Regions from separate parts of the Mus musculus genome. Here region 1 is linked to region 2. The links are chromatin contacts, called in public HiChIP or PLAC-seq maps. All regions are on one chromosome and are shown on one strand. Each heading gives the region's core, a stretch centred on a gene start, on an enhancer-like site or on the middle of the called end of the contact. The rest is flanking DNA. Distances are from core to core; before and after follow the strand shown. Region 1 has its middle 24 kb from the start of Gm31813. Region 2 overlaps Gm31813 (a long non-coding RNA gene).

Region 1 (3,927 bases), core at 1,062-3,561, 71 kb after region 2:
GAGTGGTGTAGAAACCTCTGAGGGTTTTTGTCCTATCCACAGCTAGACAACTAGACACTCTGCTCATCACCCAGGGTATCAGCTTGGAAGCCTGGGTCTGGATTAACTTTTATGAGCCCTACTGTTGATCCTACTGGGAGAGAATAGGACCATTATCCCAATTTTTGAGCCAAAATTAAAGTAAGTTTTATTAAATGCTGGCCAAGACTATGGACTCTACCCAGATCCATACTCAGGATTCCCAGAAAACGGCCTCACACTGTGCTAATCTGGTGATTATAAAGGCACAACCTACAAGGCTGTGTATTTGCTGCCTTGGGGGTAAGCATACATCCTGCCTATGTACTTCCTGGTCCATGTGATTAAGGACATCCTGAGAAGTTGAAGCAACCAACCTTGTTTACAGAAGTGAAAACATTTTCATGGCTTGTTATCTTGCATGAATAGTAGCCCCCAGAATCCAGGAAGTTATCTGTCCGTGGGCAGAGAAAGTTATCTGCATTATAGGTTAGAGACATTTTTGTTTTATAGATCCCTTCAGCACAGGAATTAAAACTTAAAATATAACTTTAGCCCTCACAGTTGGAGTATATCATTTACCAAGCTGTAAAGGGCAATTAGGTTGTCTGATTTCACAAGACCAGGTTCACCGGATGGTGTCCAGCTTCCCCTGGTGAATGAGTGACCAGAACGAAAGCACTCTTCACCTCTGCTGAACTTGGATCCTTGAAGGTGGGGCTGACTAGAGTTACCAGGCTGTACAATGCTGTCTGGCCACATCTTGGAGCTGGGCACATTTCTCGTCCTCCCCTCAGGGAGGGGTTTATAGTACAGGCAGTTTTTTCAAAGAGGAACATTTCCTTAAACAGGACACCTTAGGCTTATCTGTTGTAGGAGAACAATTAACACAAGCTTTGTGAAGATCTGCAATTGAGAAAACACTGAGTTCCAAGCCAAGTCCAGTCACTTACACTGGCAGAGTCCATTCTCAGAGTCATCAGAGGTACGGGGTGTTCTCTAGGACTTGGTCCTGGTCCTGAGTTAGCACAGAGGCAAATAGTCCTTGCCTAAGAGTTGATGTTCCAGGAAAAAGTAGATGTGTGGTTGCCAGGATGACTATCTCCAACTCAGCTGGGTTTATTTTCGTCTGCCATTTTAAGAAGATGTTGGCTCAGGGGACAGACACATTCTGTACCAAGCCAACAGGTACCCTGCCAAAAATTCTGTGTCAAAAGCTGATGATGAGGGCTGAGGGATGTATGTCAGTTGGCAGAGTACTTGTCGAATGAGCACAAAGACCTAGGATCAATCCCCAGCACTGTGTAAAGGGATTGTGGTGGCACATATCTGCAAGGTCATCCTAAACTATATAGAAATATCAAAGGAAACCAGACAACTTGAGACCCTGATTTAAAACAAGGGAAAGGACTGAATAAAATAAATAGCCTCTGATATTTGGGCATTTAAATTTGTTGTTGTTGTATTTTTCCTGATTTCAGAACTCTTGCTGGAACAATCTCTACATTATGGTTGACTGTAGAAAGAGCTTCCAAGTTAGCGAGCTGAACCTCCTACAGATGAGGGTTAGAGGAGTAAGTATCTCCTCAGGAACTAATGCACGTGATTATGGGGCCTTACTAAATCTAAACTTCTCGGGTCAGCATCAGTCTTTAGTAAGACCTTCAGCTGACTAGACGGAACCCACCATGTCATAAAAAGTATTCTTGCTGCACAAAGAATCCATTGGTTTTCATGTTAATCTCACCCAAAGATGTTACAGAAACATCTAAAATAATGCTTGACTGAATATGCAGCCCCATAGCCCAGCCAAGTTGAGATGCAGAATGACTCACGCTGGTTTCTAAACACCTGCCAGTCTCCTACAGCCTCTGACACCATTAACCACAAAGGGGAGGGGGGGGGGAGGTTTTCTCTTTCCCTTACCCATCTCACTGTTAGTCTAGACTCACTACCAAAACCAGACATGAATATTGGGCTCTTACTGTGAAAGCAGAAGGTGCAGAGAAAGTTCCCTTCACACAGTTGATCAATAGCATTAGAAGTAACAAGAAATGAGAAAATTCACATGGTCCAAGTCGTCAGGCTCCTAACACACACAGCATGCTCTGCTCGGGGCCTTCCCTAGCCTACACACTTGCCTGGAAGGCAACAACTCCTTTTCAGTTCCTTGAGCTGTGGCTTTTCTTCCCCAAATCTTCTCTCATGTTCCTTTCCTCCAGGGAGGGTGGTTGTGACATCTGCACACAGAGACGCCGTGGGAGGCAACAGCTTCGTCCGTTGGAGTTTAAAGTCTAACGCAAACCCTGAGCCGTTATCTCACTATCCACTGTTACATAAGGAAACAGTCTTGACTGACACCCCTTTCTGTGGTCATGAGTTGTTTCCTCATTGCTCTTCCCTCAGCAGTCTCACCTTTAACCCAGGAAGTGAGGAGAACATGTTTCTGCCATGTGTATGTACCTTAGGCCTGAATAAAGCAGGGCTTTCATTATTTTAGATTGAACTAAAGAAGATTTAGCTACCTTGAAAAGCAACACTCACAAGGGGTTTCCACTAATAGCGATCCTCATCTCACTGTGAATGGGTATATAGTCATGCATGGTGTCTTGAGGACTCCTTTGATAGAATGATATAATCGACAGAACATGTAGACCCTGAGGCACTATGTGGAGCACACATCAGCAGGAGTACACACCTAGCTTGTTTCCAGTATTCAGTTTCTTACTCTCCCAGGCTGCACCTTCACTATGATGATAAGCACACTTCCCACCCACATGTGAAGGCCCTGATCCATGGCACCTGTGGAGACAGCCACAGACCATCACTCTTCTTCACAGCCCATAGCCGTGCCAGGAAGTCCGAGTTGAAATCTGTTCTCAAATGTTCTCATCCGTTCCATGGAATCATGTATTTCTGGTAAACATCTCTTCTTCTACTTAGACCAAGCCAGTGAGGGACTCAGCCAACACAGAAAGAAGAGCAGAAGGAGAATACAGACAACCCTCCCATTCTCAACGGTCAGCATTCAAGGCCCAGTGACATCTTGGCTCTTCCTGGATCTCATTTGTCAGTGCTTCCTGGAAGTCTATACAGTAAAACAAAGTGTGCATGTCTGCAGTGTCCGTCCAATAAATGCCATCTCTATATAGGTTGGTTAGTAATAGGTTTCTAACACCTGAGAAAACAGGAGGAGAGAGGGAGGCAAATCCTGGAAATTATATTATGAGGCATTCTTTGGTGCTTAGATTATGTGCAGAGAGTTAAATGAGATCATTAACATAAAATTTGTCATTTGTAAAGTGAAATTCATAGCTATGATTCTGTAGACATCTTTAACTAGGAGTAAAAATGATTCCTTAAAGACTAACAGATTTGTCATGCTTTATCATTTTCTTATTTTTATAAAAAATATTCCAAGACTGAGTCTCATATATTCCAAGTCTGGCCTCAAACTTACTGTGAGGCTCAAACTTACTGTGAGGCTGAGGATGGCATGGCCTTCTTACCTCTACCTTACAAGAGTTGGAATTACAGGCATACAACACCACTTCCTACAATGCTGGCACTGAAGCCAGGGTTGCACGCTATGCAGACAAACACTCAACCAACTAAGCTACATATCCATTCTCTTCACAATACATTATCTCTATCGCTGGTTCCCAAGGGTCTCAGATAATATAAATTAATCCTTAGATTCATGGGATCTTGAGTACAAAGCAACGTGTGCATGTGTGTTGTATACGTGTAAGAAAATGTCATGATCAAGCTTGTTAGTGCATGTTAATAAAGAAAATCAACACGTGCTACAGAAACAGACTAACAGCATTTAATGAACTGTTTATATGTCTCATGTATATTTAATGCCTGTCCTCACAGGTGTTTAGAATCAGCAAGACAAACTTCTAA
Region 2 (4,042 bases), core at 13-2,512:
ATATAAATTAATAAAAAATAAATTCTAGCAAAATCAAATATTCTCTGATGAAATCATGGCCATCAGAGGAATTCAGAAATAGTGCAAAAGTAGGAAAATGTATCATAAATAACTACAGTAGCAGATGTAAAAGGAAAATCCTATGACCAGTTTGATAAATATATCTTCTCCCTCAAAGTTATCATAAATGCCCTTGGATTTAGCTACCTTGCATGCCAACAGCTCCAAAGCTGTGTGTCTTGCCTCAAGTTAATGGCAAATTCTTTCTATCACCTGTTGAAACTTCATCTTCTCTTGGCAGCCCTGCATTTAACCAAAGGCCCCAGGCCTTGAGTCCTCATGCCTGTATCTTGGTTTCTTGTCCCCCAGCAGTCAGCTGTGTAAGAGTTAGGGCCCTGACTATCCTCTGGTTTGCATATGAGCATTGAAGCAGTTTCTCAAATCTGCCTTAACTAGCAACATACTTGCTTTAACATGAGTGACAGTATCCTGCAGGGAAAAAAATCAAGAGTCTATCTAAATCAACACAGCAGAGGGACAGAGCAAGAACCCAGCACCATGTTAATACTGTTGATTTTTAAGAGATATACGGGTAGTCCCTGCTCTGGGAAGGCAGAGTCAGGCAAGTCCTTGGAAGACACTGTTCTGCCAGTATATCCTACTTTGAGAATTCCATACCTGTTAGAGACCCTCTAAAAAGAAAGAAAGAAAGAAAGAAAGAGAGAGAGAGAGAGAGAGAGAGAGAGAGAGAGAGAGAGAGAGAGAGAGAGACGGAGAGATGGGTTAGTCAGCCAAGTGTGTGCCCTGCAAGCACAAGGACCGGAGTTTGAATCCACAGAACCTACGGAAATAACAGGGCCTGGTGGCATGTACTCGTAGTCCCAGTGCTGGGAAGGTAAAGACAGGGCCCTGATGAACAGTTTATCTAGCCAATCGGTGAGTTCCAGGCCCAGTGAGAGAAGACATCAAAAACCATGTGGCAAACGATTGAGGAAGCTATCGTCATCAGCATCTGGCCTCCACATGTGCACACACACGTTTCCACACAGATGTGAATTCCTGAACACACACACACACAGAAGGTGGATGTTACCACACCCCATATTGTCCTTTGGTCTCTACACACAGGCACACGCGTTCACACCTGCACACACCAGGTCAGCCTGAAACATGCTTTGAAGTAAACCAGAGCTCCCAGCTGCAAAGACTGAGTGTCTGTGACAAGGACAGAGTCCACTCAGTCTAAATGCTGTCTTAGCAACATTACTCTAATTTCCCCTCCTATTGTACTTGTACCTAAGGGGTCATAAGGGACGCCCCACCACAAGAGTGAGGAGAGAGATCTTCCCACACTCTGAAACCTGCACAGTGAGAAGGGACTTTCCTCTTCTGTGACAGATGGGAATCCCCTGCCACCATGGCATCTAGAAAATTAAGCATATCCTTCCATGGAGAGGAAACTGATCTTGCCTCCCACCTCTTCTAAACTCTCAGAGTAGCTATTGATTTGTGGGAGGGAGATGTCCAGGAACAGATTGTGTAAGTATTGGTCAGAGGTAATCCTTTGTGCTGTTCCTCAGGAGCCATAAATCGTGTGTGGTTTTTATGTATGATTATTATATTGCATGTGTAAGGGAGGGCACATGTGTACTGTGGAAAATTGGAAGACGAGACAGAACAGGCACTCTCTTCCCATCTTTACACAGGTTCCAAGGTTCTAAGTCAGGTGACCAGGCTTGCACCAAGAGTTTGTAACACCCATGAGTCCCACCACTGCCCCATCTGGATTTTTTTGAGACAGTGTCTCTGGTTGGCACCCGGGGCTTGACAATTCAGCTAGGCTGGCTGGGCATCAGGCTCTAGGGATCCTGTCTCCATTTCTGGAATATTGGAATCACAAGGATCCCTCCATGTAGGGCTTTTTTAGGTGGGTGCTGAGAGATGAGCTCAGGTCCACGTTGATCGTGACCACACCCACATGAGTGCCTGAACCACTTTTCCAATTCACAACTTACCTTTGAGCTCATGTCATAACAATATAGAATAGCACTGTGAACTTTTCCCTTCTACCGCTACCAAGATCAAAGAACCTAGGACCCACCTTCTTCAATAATCTGCTACCATCAAACCCCGGGTCAGCAGGGAAATGCCCTGGAGAACATACCGAACCTGGGTTCTGTTCCCTGGCTTTCTTGGGTTTCTGGGATCGGGTTTCATCAGGCAAAAGGTGAAGGTGCGGAGGAGGTAGAACTCTTTTGGGCGACCGCCAGGGAAAGCTGCCTACTCAAAACTCAACAGAGGCCAAAGTGCACATAGGGCGTTGCTTGAAGATCCCCAGAAAGGTTCTGCTTGTCCCAGCATGGAGGAACTGGCTCTGCAGCCACTGCGATCTGATGGCTCCTGACTCATCGCTAAGCCCATTTATTTCACCGTTTATATTCATTAGATTAAAATGATTTAATTAGCCAGTGAAGTGTGGGCTTGTTTGGGGTGCAGCATCACCCCTTCATGTTTACTATGTCCATGCATTTAAAGTTTACGTTGAGAGAAGGATATTTTATTTCCATTGCATCCTTCTAGAACCAATTAAATACTGTTTTCTCTTGCTGTCCACCTTGTGATCTCACTGCATAGGGGCTGCATAATGGGAAAGAATCCACTTCAGGAAATCTATATGTTGTGGAAAGCTGCGGTGAGTGTAACAGTTTTTGCAGCATAGAGTTTCACTTTCAGCGTTAGAATAAAAAAACAAAAACAAAAAACAAAAAACAGGCTTGGTGATGTGCACACAAAGTCATTGCATACTCGAGGCAGGATCTGCCACTTAACAGTTTGTGCCCTTGCAGACACATAGTCCAGCTGTTTTCTCGTCCATGTTCATCTAGAATAGGCAAGAAGGTGAACAGAAAACACTGGAGGCTGGTAGAGCCCTGGCTGGCTCCAGCAAGGTACTGAGTTATTGTCCAAGCACTTAAAAACAAACAAAAAACAGCTTAAGAAGAAGAAAAGCAAAAGTTATTCCAGTGTCCTGCAAACAAAGGGAACATTAAAAAAAAAAATACTAAGTAAATAAGCTTAGGGGCAGTTGGGCTGGGGGCATCACTCAGTTGGTAGAGTGTGCCCCGAACTTTTACAAAGCCCTGGGTTTTATCCTAGCACTTCATAAACCAGATGTGGTAACTCACTCCTATGATCCCAGCACTTGAGAGATGAAGCCAATAGAATCAGATCAGAAGTTTAAGGTCATCTTCCACTATTTATCAAGGGCCCGGCTAGTCTAGATTACCTAAAACCTAAGACCCCCATCTCAAAAAAATAAAGTTTATTGATTTGATCTTTTAAGATTTATGACCCAAGTTTTGCAAATGTCCTCAACATTAATAGCTAATACTTCTCAGCAAAAGTGAGTCCCCTTGTGCTCAGAAACCCCCTCCATGCCTTCCAGGTCAATGAAACTTTCATTCAATCCTCCCACAACCTTCTCAGGCCCAACCCTACAGCTACAGTGTCATCTTCCTGATTAAGATCGCAGAGGTCAGCATTTAGCAGATCCGAAAATCCTGTCCTCCTAAGAGATGCTTCTAAAAGTAAAGCTAGAACTAACCTCTAGAAATCCTGCCCTGTATGTAGGCAGTTCTAGTGGCAGAAGACGCTAGGAGGACTACAGGGGTGAAGTCATACGCAGTATTACATAGCCGTGTAGCTTAGAATTACAGTACTGTATGCCAAGCAAGATGTGCCCACTCACCGATGTGATGGAGGCATGACCATTGTGTGGGAAACTACGCAATCATTTCCTGGTTGGGTTTTAGCTACACTCTAAATCTAGTACTGTTAGCCAGTACTTGACTGAGGTCAGAAGCCCTAGAAGAGAACCTACCATTGTTGTCTGAGTTTTTACTTTTGTTTTGTTTTTTGTAAAATGGGTATGTTTTGCCCATTAAACTGCCTTCTAAATATTTGTGTTTATGCCTGTAGATTAAAGCTATTGTCAGCTTTGGTCAAGGGCACTTCATTTTAAAGTAGGAAATGGTTACTGTAG

Evidence for each region. HiChIP or PLAC-seq counts read pairs in DNA pulled down with a chosen protein or histone mark.
Region 1: a contact with region 2 is called in a BATF HiChIP or PLAC-seq map of CD8 T cells, with 19 read pairs. The contact joins two enhancer-like sites. A contact is called at or near these places in 1 of 15 datasets of contacts at CTCF or cohesin (CD8 T cells), 7 of 484 Hi-C or Micro-C datasets (CD4 T cells, CD8 T cells, LSK cells and 2 more) and 2 of 115 datasets of contacts at active chromatin or transcription factors (CD8 T cells and embryonic stem cells).

The regions. Positions count from the first base shown.
Region 1 is chr3:21,985,985-21,989,911 of GRCm38.p6, forward strand. No RefSeq gene overlaps it. Among named protein-coding and RNA genes, the nearest start is that of Gm31813, 24 kb to the left of the region's middle. Within about 2 kb of position 2,312, at least 152 of the 459 cell types and tissues checked have an H3K27ac peak or open chromatin away from gene starts, as enhancers often do. A contact at or near this core is called in CD8 T cells, where this site is marked.
Region 2 is chr3:21,916,404-21,920,445 of GRCm38.p6, forward strand. The region is part of intron 3 of Gm31813 (a long non-coding RNA gene); the gene reads right to left. Among named protein-coding and RNA genes, the nearest start is that of Gm31813, 46 kb to the right of the region's middle. Within about 2 kb of position 1,263, at least 34 of the 459 cell types and tissues checked have an H3K27ac peak or open chromatin away from gene starts, as enhancers often do. A contact at or near this core is called in CD8 T cells, where this site is marked.